Linked DNA regions of Mus musculus: region 2 is linked to region 1. Evidence: chromatin contacts called from public capture Hi-C data. All regions are on one chromosome and are shown on one strand. The core of a region is the stretch at or near the end of the contact, and the rest is flanking DNA. Distances in the headings are between cores, read along the strand shown.

Region 1 (5,756 bases), core at 2,840-5,339:
TTCAACCTACAATCTGTCCTGCCTGCAAGAAATGCTGGGGCAATAGAGGCACAGAACTCACAGGAGTGGCCAGCCAATGACTGATCTAATTTGACAGAGTCACAAGAGGGAGCCCATGCCCAATACTGCCCAACAGGAGCCTGGATAGCCCAGGGACCTAGGATAGAAAATCATTTAATAAGGACACATGCTTCACTATGCTCATAGCAGCCTTATTTATAATAGCCAGACACTAGAAAGAATCCAGATGTCCTTCAACATCTGAACGGATGTTGAACAGATACAGAAAATGTGGTACATTTACACAATGGAGTACTACTCAGCTATTAAAAACAATGAATTCAGCCGGGCATGGTGGCGCACGCCTTTAATCCCAGCACTTGGGAGGCAGAGGCAGGCTGATTTCTGAGTTCGAGGCCAGCCTGGTCTACAAAGTGAGTTCCAGGACAGCCAGAGCTATATAGAGAAACCCTGTCTCAAAAAACCAAAAACCAAACCAAACCAAACCACCAACAACAACAACAACAACAAAAAACCCCAAAAAACAATGAATTCATGAACTTCATAGGCAAATGGATGGGACTAGAAAATATCATCTTGAGTGAGGTAACATAATCACAAAAGAACACACATGGTATGCACTCACTGATAAGTGGATATTAGCTCAGAAGCTTGGAATACCCAAGATACAATTTACAAACCACATGAAACTCAAGAAGAAGGAAGACCAAAGTATGGATACTTCGGTCCTTCTTAGAAGGGAGAACAAAATACCCACAGAAGGAAATACAGAGACAAAGTGTGGAGCAGAGACTGAAGGAATGACCTTCCAGAGACTGTCCCACCTAGGGATCCATCCCATATACAGTCACCAAACCCAGACACTATTGTTGATGCCAATAAGTACTTGCTGACAGAAGCCTGCCATAGCTGTCTCTGGGGGCTCTATCAGCGCCTGACTAACACAGAGGTATAGGCTCACAGCCAACCATTGGACTGAGCACAGGGTCCCCAATGGAGGAACTAGAGAAAGGACCCAAGGAGTTGAAGGGTTTTGCAGCCCCCTAGGAGGAACAACAATATGAACTAACCAGTACCCCTAGAGCTCCCAGGGACTAAACCACTAACCAAAGAGTACACATGGAGGGACTCATGGCTCCAGCTCCATATGTAGCAGAGGATGGCCTTGTGGGTCATCAATGGGAGGAGAGCCCCTGGTCCTGTGAAGGCTCTATGCCCCAGTGTAGGAGAATACCAGGGCCAGAAAGCAGGAGTGGGAGGGTTGGTGAGCAGGGGGAGGGGAGAGGGGATTGGGGGTTTTCAGAGGAGAAACAAGGAAAAAGGATAACATTTGAAATGTAAAGAAAATATCTAATAGAAAAGAAAAAATTTAAAAAATAACAAATTTTAAAAATCATTTTTTATCTAAATAAATAATTCCTAATGGTATTCTGTTTTCCTCATAGATTGGTGCCTAGCACAGTCATCATCAGAGAGGCTTCTGTTGGCAGCTGACAAGAGCAGACGCAGAGACCCACAGACACAGTAGGCAGAGAAAGAGCCCGAATGGGAGATCTCCATCCAGTCCCTCCTCTTGGAGATGGGAAAACCCTGAAGAAGAGGAGTAGGAAGAATTGTAGGAGGCAGAGGGGTTGAGGATACCAGAGGAACATGGCCCACTGAACCAACTAAGCAGGACCACACAGGGTCCACAGAGTCTGGAGCAGCTGCCATGTAACCTGCATGGGTTTTCGATGGTCCTCTGCATCTATGTTATGGTTGTGTAGCTTGGTGTTCTTGTGGGGCTCCTAACAATGGAAGTAGGGGTGTCTCTGACTCTTTTGCCTGCTATTAGAACCCTTTTCCTCTACTGGGTTGCCTCGCTTAGATTTGATATGAGGTGTGTGCCTGATCTTCTTGCATCTTGTTAGGCTGTGTTCTGTTGATATCACTGGGAGGCCTGCACGTTTCTGTTTTTGTTTGTTTGTTTTTTGTTTTTGTTTTTGAGATAGGGTTTCTCTGTATAGCCCTGGCTGTTCTGGAACTCGCTTTGTAGACCAGGCTGGCCTCGAACTCAGAAATCCATCTGCCTCTGCCTCCCAAGTGCTGGGATTAAAGGCGTGCGCCAACATTGCCCAGCTGGCCTGCACTTTTCTGAAGTGAAAAAGAGAGCAGTGTAACTGGGGAAGAGGGGAGTTGGGGAGGTTACTAGGAGGAGTGGAGGGAGGAAAGACTGCAGTTGGAATGCACTGAAAACAGAAAAGAAGAAAAAGAAAAGGAAACATTAAGGGTTGCTGTGGACCAACATATCAGGAGAAGAGAGAAAGCTGAGTAGTGAGGATAATGTGGTTAAAAAAAAAAAAGCGCTATTTTGACAAAAAAACATATAAACAAACAAAAATCAAACTCCATAGATTTCACCTACAAAGACCATCAATAACAAAACCCACAGCTGGCAGTAGAACTCACTGTGGAAGCCTCAGTGCATCCTACTTTAGGAAGGGACCAAGAACTCCACTTCACTGCTCCAGTGTGGATGCCAGCCAGAGAAATAAGGCAACAAAGCAAAGCAAAGCAAAGCAATGCAGAGCGGAGCGGAGCGGAGCAGAGCAGAGCAAAGCAAAGCAAAGCAATGCAGAGCAGAGCGGAGCAGAGCAGAGCAAAGCAAAGCAAAGCAAAGCAATGCAGAGCAGAGCGGAGCGGAGCAGAGCAGAGCAAAGCAAAGCAAAGCAAAGCAAAGCAAAGCAAAGCAAAGCAATGCAGAGCGGAGCGGAGCAGAGCAAAGCAAAGCAAAGCAAAGCAAAGCAAAGCAAAGCAAAGCAAAGCAAAGCAAAGCAAAGCAAAGCAAAGCAAAGCAAAGCAATGCAGAGCGGAGCGGAGCGGAGCAGAGCAGAGCAAAGCAAAGCAAAGCAAAGCAAAGCAATGCAGAGCGGAGCGGAGCGGAGCAGAGCAGAGCAAAGCAAAGCAATGCAGAGCGGAGCGGAGCGGAGCGGAGCGGAGCAGAGCAAAGCAAAGCAAAGCAAAGCAAAGCAATGCAGAGCAGAGCGGAGTGGAGCAGAGCAAAGAAAAACAGCATAAAGATCTGAAAGGATGAAATAAAACTCACTCTTCACACACAGTGTGACTATTTACATAGTAAATTTCCAGAAATCAAATTTGTAAAAGATCAATTTTTAAAAGGGGACCAATTCATTTTTTGTTTGCTTGCTTGCTTGCTTGTGTGACAGGCTCTTATCTATGAAAGCCATTGCTGTCCTAGAACTCACTGTGTACACCAGGCTAGCCCTAAACTCTCAGAGATCCACCTGTCTCTGCCTCCCAAGCACTGAGATTAAAAGTATGGGCCAACGTGCCCAGCTTATTAATTCCAGTATTTAAGTTGGAATTTGAGTTAAATTTGAGTTGGATTTTTATCATATACAATTGGAAGAGCCATCTGTTCACATATCACATGAAACATTTACTAGATGGCTAACATTTGTTACTAGTTAATATCTACACTGAGGATCCATCAGTAAATAAAGCAAAGTTCTTATTTTCAAAGTCGGTGTTCAGAAATGAAAAAAAAATTTTTTTAAAAAAGTTAAAAGCAGGAAAAAAATCAATGAAGATTTCTAGGTTGGGAAGAAAGGCCTGGGATAGGATATCTCACCAAATGAGGCTTTGGCCGTGGGAAGAGTTACAGGCCGGGAGCTCAAGGATCTCTAGGCTGGAACACGCCTGTGTCTTAGGCAAGCAGCGGGGCTGCTGTGACTACAGCAGAGCAGGAAGGCCGAGCGGTGAGGTCTGGGTCAGAGAAGACACCATGGCTTGTTACACTTCTCTGAATCACTGGCAAGCTGAGAAACACTGCCTCCACCTCTGAAGGGCTGAGTGAGGCATGTGTAAGCCCCGGATTCCGGTTGCTTTTCAGCAAGCCTTTCCCTCCTAGTAAAAGCACACGCACTGCCTTCCCAGCCTACTAAAACTCTGCTGTGTGTACAGATAACATTACCTGTTAAGAAGGTTAAGTAAGACAGGCCAGGGTTATGTAAACATTCACGCTCCTCCCACCAATATATCCACCAATTAAGGAAAGGCACTGCCGGCCAGTCTGACTCCTCCGTCAAACTCCGTCCACTTTGATCCACCACCAACACTAAAGCAGAGGTGAGAAGTTGGCTTTCTCTTCCATTAAGCGGGTCTACTATCACTCCAGCTGTGTGGGAAGCAGTATCTTTAGTGAGGATCCAATTTCTTTTCCTGGGTAAGACTTCCTGCAACAGTGCAGGTTTTCTTTATAAATGTTCAGCAAACAATACCAGCAACTTCAGAAAATGCTCTGTGAAGCCATGGGTGGCAGAGGGGTTTCTAAACTCAGAGTCTTTCAGCTGCCATGGGAGCACTGAGGAGGAGGTTGGGAGAGAGCACCCCCAGGACATGGCTGGCAGGGCAGCTGAGTTTTCAGCTTAGGCTTTTTGGTGAGATTTGGGTTTTAATAATGGCTTCGTATGTTTCCATGATAAAATGTTTTGGAAAAAAAAAAAAAAGCGAGTAGGAGCTTGACTGAACCCTGCTCAATGACAGATGGAAGTTCATCTTCTAACTATCCAGAAGTACACAAACTACCTCTTGAAAACGTCTTCTCTCCAGGACAAGGGATAATCTAAAGCAGTATATTGAGGGTGGGAATTAAGACAAGGTCTTTTTGTGGATGAGAACCATGGAGTTGTACTTTGCTTTGAGGCTGTGTATCTGCCGTTGTTATTTGGGCTAATCAGGGGGAAGGGCTTTGTGGAGATGTGGAAAGATGGAAGATCCCTCTGCCCTGCCGTCTATATGGACCCAAAGTTCTTATTTCAGATGAGACTTTAAGTTCTTTCAAAAGCACATCCATCCAGACAGTGGTGCCTCTCTTAGAATTTTTCTTAGCAAGATTTCATGGCTTAGTGTAAAATCTAGATTTGCCATGCAGAAGTGATCTTTTCTTTCACCTGCAAGGGATTTTACAGATAGGAAAGTGGACATTGTAAGACAAGAGCATTGTAAAAGGCAGGAACTGACTGAGCCCTTGTTGGGAAGAAAGAAATAGTATGGATTTGATGAAGGGGTGTTGACATTCCTTTTTCTATTAAAAAAATGCTTAAGATCATTTTAAGTCCCAACTGATTGATCAATTTTCTGTTCTTTTTAAAAATGTGACTTCTAAAAATGTTCATTGAGATAAGTCCTTTTTAAAAGCATATTCATTGACAATTGCATACATACCTAATGTATTTTGATCATATCACCCTTTATTTCTCTCTTCCACCTCCCTCCAGCTCCCCCCAAGCCCCTTCTTCTCCCTGAGAAGGCCCTCCCACTCCTACTCTCACATCTGTTCTGTACTCCCCGAGTTTAATGAGGGTTTTTGCATGAGCATGGGTGGGTGGCTATTTCCTTGAACACGAGTAAGTTATCAGTGGCTACACCAATGTACTTGTGAAAGATTCTGAATGAAGGAGAGTTTTGTATGGGGTTAGGGGAGGAACAACAAACAGTGAACTCTGATTCTGCTTGGTATCAGCAAGGTGAGTACACTGTATTTATCCCCAGTGTAAATACTTGCATAGTTGTTTAATAGTTTGTAAACTCAGAGAGACGGGATGGGTGCCCTTATGATGTTAACAGAAGTATTCTCAGCATTTGATATAGGCCTGTCTCAGGATGAATGGACGTACTGTTCAGTTGGGTGTGTGTATGTTTGAGGGTGGTGTGTTTCTCTGGAATGTGGAATA
Region 2 (6,463 bases), core at 854-3,353, 570 kb after region 1:
GAAGCAGGCAAGCATAGGAGGCAGGTTAGTACCCTGGGACCCTGTTTGGTTATGCCTATGCTCCCTCTTGTAACAACACTATTGGCAGCCTGCTCCTTTGCCTGGATGAACTGTGCACACACGTGGTCTGTGCACACTGCACACTATGGAGCATCAGAACCCACTCACACCCCTACCTGCGTTGATTGGGTTCTCTGTGAACCATACTATCAATTTCTCTGCCTCCAGCAATAATCAAACTTAGTGGTTACTTTCCAAGAATATTCTGACATATCCTTGTAACAAGAGTGTAAAGGCTGCTATGGCCTGAGCTAGTTTCAGGTGCATGTCCAGCAATGCAAATTCTGTTAAGTGAACTTTTATGGAGAATGCCCTAGTCAAAACTTAGGCCTATTCACAACCGGACATGCATATGGTTATCTTGCTATTTTTGCAGGTCTATGTGAGTCCTTGTTTTTAATTCTTTGGATAGGAGGCTGAGAACCTGTAAACCCCGGACCCTGCCTCCCCAACTAGCAACAAAATGATATCCAGAAGCCATCTATGTGTCATTGCTTTAGCAGATTAAAACATGTGTGGAGTCTTCTACGGTCCACTCTCCGTGACCGCATCATTGAGTCATCGCAGGTCTGGGGAAAGTAGGTTTTGCTACTTACTTTTTGTCATTGGAAGATTGGCAGGTGCCCAAAGGTTTGACCACAGCAACTGGTGCGCAGGTCACTGTTTCCCCCTAGAGACAAGATGCCAAATTACAATTTGCACAGGGAAAGTTTATTGAAGATATTTAAATGAACTCTCGGCACTATCGCTGATGAATGAAAACATCCAAGGAACAAGCACAGGGTAGCCGCGTCCGCTCCGCGACGCGGATTCTTCAAGGGCTGAATACCTGAGCGCCTGAACTGGAAACAGCTGTTGAGGCTGGGTTGTTGGCAGCCTCTCGCTGAGAGCCAGACAGCTGTGGCCCTGATGGTCCTGGACTGTAAGTGCGGGGGTGAGGGAGCAGGGGTGGGGATTTTGGGGGAGTATGCTGTCCAAGCTGCTGCTTGGCAAGTTACCAGGCCAGAGCCAATTAAAAAAAAAAAAAAAAAAAAAAAAAGTGAAGCAGAAGATAACCCGGGAGAGAAGCTTCTATGGTGTTCTTCCAGCGCCCTCTCCTGACAAAGTGTAATGTCACATTAGTTCCCGCTCCTTTTAGCGCCATGCAACAATAAATCCCTATCATGCACGTCAAGGATAGATAACTTGCGGTGCCTGTCAGAACTCAGAGCCTGTGACTCTAAAATGAAACCACACTGGAAGAGGGTATCAGGATGGGTAGAGGCAAGAAGAGTGGGCATTCATGGACCTGTACAGCACTGGGATATTTGATATAGAGGTGGAGTCGACCTCTATTGACAGGCTAGTGGATGAACCCAGATGAAGCAGGTGGGGAGTCTGAGAGCTGAGGGCAAAGGGCTTAGGCAGCTCCTGCACGCGGGTTCATGGTTAAGTCAGTACGGACTTGGAAGGAACTGAGAAGAGTGGCTAGATATCCCAGATTGGGGAGCAGCATAGAGTCAGAGAAGCGGAGAGATGGGAGGGAGAACGGAGAGAGGGGTGTGTGAAACACTATACTGCTGGGGCTGTGGGCAGAGGATCCCAAGTGTGGAAAGGAACAATGGTGCATGGTGGACTGAATGATAGGCGTTGCTGAGAAGGATTTGGAACAAGTCAGGCTCTGTGCTGGGCTCTGTGCCAGGTCTCTCTGACTCCAGGTTGAGCTTGCTAGCTCTAGTAACTCATCTCCTAACTACAGTGCATGACTGTTGATCTATCGCCAGGAGCCCTCCCAGACCCGCTTCCGTGCTCTTTCCCTCTGAACTGTTGCACTTGGGAGAACAGGAGAAATATATGGTTTCGGCATATGCTCCGTGATCCTTCTGTTTTGTTGGCTCCCCCTACTCCCAGCCCATCCCCTGTTCCTCCCCCAGCACGTGCCTCCATCTTTTTTCTTGCACCTGACTCTCCTCAACGGCTCACCGCACTTGGCGCGTGCCTCTGGTCCACCCACGACTGTACTTTTAATTCGTTGCACGAGATCCGATCCGGGGCCACGATCTTGGAAGAAAGAGCACTACCCTACAGGACGGTTAGCTAAGGCCTTGCTTGTGTGCAGGAAGAGCTTCCAGAACTGGGCCATATGATGCTCTTCGGTGGATAAGGCGCTAAGTGGTTTAAGGTTGCTTAACTAGAGCAGTAGTGGTGAGTCCTCCCTTGTGTGTCCCCTGCTCTCACACTGCTTTCAGATACCCTGGGAGTTCAATCTCCCTTTCTCTCTGTCTCTCTCGCTATTTGCCATTTTCTATATAGAAATGGGGATAATGCCAAAACCACAGCTCGGGGTGTAGGAGGTCAAAGGCAAAACGGCAGGATGCCCCATCACTGCCCTTTGAGTTGTGGACCAGCCAGATCTTCACAATGAGACTGTCTTAAAAGAGGGTGGGGATTAGCCCCACATTTTTTCCTTTACCCAGAACACAGAGTAAAGAGATGTCTGGGCTGTGTAGGATTTGGTTGCCTCCCGAGCTTCACTCTTCTGCTCACTTAGTTTTATTCTTGTTATTCTCGTTCCCTGACATACTGGCAAGTTGTTTCTCTGAAAGTCTGGGATGTAAATTTTAATCCTGTAAACTTCCCTTAAAGAGTGAGTATTTTGCTAAATCTTGTAAGTTTAGTATGTTTTTTTTCCATTTCCATTTGTCTCAAGACATCGGTAATTGCTTTCTGGGGGAAAAAAAGCCTTCATTGACGATTTTACTCACAAGAAGCATGGTGTCTAATTTCCATATATCTGTGAATTTTCTAAAAGTATTTCCTGTTATTTATATCAAACTTACATAACACTGTGATCAGAAAATATATATGATACAGGTCCAGCTCCACAAGCACCTACCTCAGCCTCTTGAGTAGTTAAAATTATGAGCATGTGTCACCAAGCCTGACTTTGTATCTGTTTTAACTAGCACAGCTACTTCTGTACTCTTTTGGTTTCATTAGCTTGGGGTGTATCTTTAATTTTATTTTAACTTTTATTTTTATTTATGGCCATGTGTTGCACGTGCACAACAACAATATCAATAAATTTAAAGACAGTAGTAGAGATTTTCCTAGTAATATTATGGTTATGTTTCATTTTGCTGTTATTTTCCAAAATGTTATAAAGTCTACTCAAGCGTCATTTTTTCCAAAGAGTTTGTGTGTGTGTGTGTGTGTGTGTGTGTGTGTCTGTGTGTGTGTGTGTGTGTCTGTGTGTGCACATGCTAACAGGGCCCCTGATTTGATTGCTGTGCCTGAGTCTGGATTATAGTCCCCAAAACAGCCCATCTCCTTCAGATTCATCCTCATTTTAAGATTCAATAAAGCTTTAACCTGATGACGTTCCTTTAAGGCCTGGGGCTCCAGCTCTTCTCCTCAGAGCTCTCTTCCCCGTAATTTCTGTCAGTTGTGTGAGGTCACTGGTAGAGGTGCCACTGTCAGTGGTAGGGATTTGGATCTAAACAACCTGATATCAAATCGGGGAGGGGAGTGTTGCTAGTTGCCCATCTGCGTTTCCAGAGATGGATGGACAGCTGGACTTTACGTACGGTGGAGCGACAGACTTTTTTAAGTTCAGAAGCTAATTGCTTTATCTTGGACTTAGTTTTAGCCATGCTCGAATCTGAACCAACACTTCATGATAATAAATAAAAAACCTCTTAGAAGCTTTTAACATAGCAGCTCACTAGCTTCCAACAATCCAGGGGCTAAGATGTCATCAGGCAGCATCTTGGGCTTATAAAATGGTTCTTCGCACCTTATTGCTCTGTGTGGGACATTTTTTAGATATTAAATCACCACAGATGCTGAATACATTTAAAATATAGGGATAAATGACTACTCCTGTAATTCAATGCTTATTGCTATTTTAAAGATGTATTAGAAAATTAAATTAACACAAACTAAGTAGTTTACTTGTCTAAAAGTCACATGCTGCTGGATAGGGTTTTTCTTTCTTTCTTTTATTGGTTTAAAACTTTTATTCTGTTTTCGAGAATCTTGAACAATGCATTCAGATCATAGTCTCCTCTCCACCAACTCCTCCCATATCTACCCCCCCTTCCCTACTTACCCAGATTTGTCCTCTCTTCAGGATTTTGTTTTTTCTTGGTTTTGATTTATTGAGCAGTTTATGCTATCCATATATACTTGGGTGTATGGTCTTCCACTGGAGCATTGTTGATGTACCAAGGGCCACACTTCCGCTCTCAGAACGTATCAGTTACCGATGCCTAGCTGGACAGGGGTGGCACTGGGACCTCCCTCTCCATGTTGGGATCTGACCTAGCTTGAGCTTTCCAAGGTTTTGTGCTTGTTGTCGTAACCACTGTGAGTCCATGTGTGAGGATGTCCTCTTGTGTCCAGCAGAAACTATTTACTCGGAGTTGTGCACTGCTGCTGGTTCTTACTCTTTTCACCCGTCTTCCACAGCCATCCCTGGCCATTTTGGGCGTAGCATGTATAATATAGATGTCTCATTTAGGGCTAAGCATGAGCAGTCTCCTAGTCTCTACTTCCATCTTTTTCTAGGTCTCTGTGTTAGTCGCCATTTACTGAAGGAGATGCTTGGCTGACAAGATTTAGGCGCTGGATTAATCATCTATTAATTCTATGTCCGTTTAGAAGAATAGTAGTGGGCTCTCCCTGAGGGTCCTGCCTAACCACTGGCTTCTTGACCTGATAGTTGTTATTGATATAGATTTCGTCTTCTGGTGGAAGACTTAAATAAATCATTGGTTTCTTGCTTTTGGTGCAATTGCACCAGTGGGCATATCTTGCCAGGCCAGTCATTATGGTCACTCATGAAGTTCATAGCTGGGGACGACTGATGATAATTTTCCTCCTCTGGAGGCACCAATAGCATCTTGCAACATTGTGAAAGCTGGGCAGTTAGGAATGAAGCTTCTGGGTGAGAACCAACTTGATTTTTTTTTCATGTTCTCTGACTTAAGTGTACAGTGTCTTTAGCAGTAGAGTCTGGAGTGTGCCGATAGTATTGGCAATTGGCAATAGCCTTTAATGTTCAGGGGGAGGTCTATGGGACCACACTGACCAATAGCTCCAAAAGTGTTAAACCATTCTTAGCACTGGAATTTTTGTTAGCTTTTGGAATCTAGTAGGGGCATTGTATAACCCATTTTAAGATAATTTCATTTTAATTCTCTCTCTCTCTCTCTCTCTCTCTCTCTCTCTCTCATATGTGTACACTTCTAAAGTAGTAGGCAGGCTCCTATATGATTTTCCTAAAGGTCTTTGCAGTTATTTATCTCTCCCTATCTTTTGCCCTCCCATCCCCTACCCAAATTTAACCCTTCCTAACCCAATATTCCCCCTTTAAATCTTTATACCACTGAATTCCCTCTTCTGTCTATTGAAACTTCTCCCTTCCAAATTTCCTGACCTCTAATGAGTATTCCAAATGAAAGATGCATATCTGAAGATGTAGACAGTCTTAATTTTCTTTAAAAAAAAACATTTCTAATTCCTCCAGAGTTGAACTCTGATCAAAAGAATGGCTTCATGGGAGTCAAGAAAACTTTTGCTTCTTCTGTGGAAGAACTTTACTTTAAAGGTAAGTTGAACTTGGCATAATATTGTTCCAACAGCTCAGAGATGGTCAGAGAGTAATTCTCACATTGTAATGGCTGCCTTTTATTTTATACTATTTTATTCTTCTCAGTTCCAGGGCTGGGTCATTCTCTTCCTAACATAAAATCTACACAGCGTGAGGTAATAGTAGAATGTCACATAGGAGAGAGAAATAAGACAGCCTTTGACTTCTTCTCTATCATAGAGTAAAGCTATGCTTATTGGTCACATATGTAATCTGAATGAGTGAAGTATCTTATTGTCTTAATATACACAAATAGCCATTCACTAAATCAACAATCTCTTGGAACGCTAACGTATTATTGTTGTTCTTTTAGAGGCGGAAGTTTGGGACTTTAGTTTCTGAGATAGTCCTGGTGCTTTTGCTCAGCATTGTGCTTTTGACAACACGCCACCTTCTTAGTATAAAGAAGATTGAAGCTCTGTATTTTCCTGACCAACCTATCAGCACTGTTCCTTCCTTCTTCCGAGCCTCTGTCACCAGTTTTTATCCTTGGGAGTTGGCTTATGTGCCTTCCAACATCATGGTGGTAGAGAATATTGTCAAAAATGTGAAAAATGATTTAAACCTTCATATGAAAGGTTAGTTAAAATTTACATAAAAGCATATTATTCAACAATTTTAGAAAATAAAAACCAGCTTTTTAACTGTGTGATTATCTTCTATACAAGACACAGTAGGACATCCTCATAGCTAAGGGTCAATTTTCTAGGTATACTACTATAAAACTAGTTAAACTTGAAAGTTAAGTTCATATTATTTTTTCTCTATAAA

What was found. Capture Hi-C pulls out chosen DNA fragments and counts their contacts.
Region 2: a contact with region 1 is called in a capture Hi-C map of embryonic stem cells, with 4 times the contacts expected there. The contact joins the promoter of Abca15 here to the promoter of Acsm3 in region 1. A contact is called at or near these places in 3 of 39 promoter capture datasets (the 3T3-L1 cell line, cranial neural crest and second pharyngeal arch cranial neural crest) and 2 of 9 other capture datasets (adipose tissue and embryonic stem cells).

The regions. Positions count from the first base shown.
Region 1 is chr7:119,756,834-119,762,589 of GRCm38.p6, forward strand. It overlaps Acsm3 (acyl-CoA synthetase medium-chain family member 3), which reads left to right and starts at 4,090. Exons shown (of 15, transcript NM_212442.2): 1 at 4,090-4,149.
Region 2 is chr7:120,326,581-120,333,043 of GRCm38.p6, forward strand. It overlaps Abca15 (ATP-binding cassette, sub-family A (ABC1), member 15), which reads left to right and starts at 2,104. Exons shown (of 31, transcript NM_177213.3): 1 at 2,104-2,244; 2 at 5,570-5,650; 3 at 6,006-6,270. The coding sequence starts at 5,591.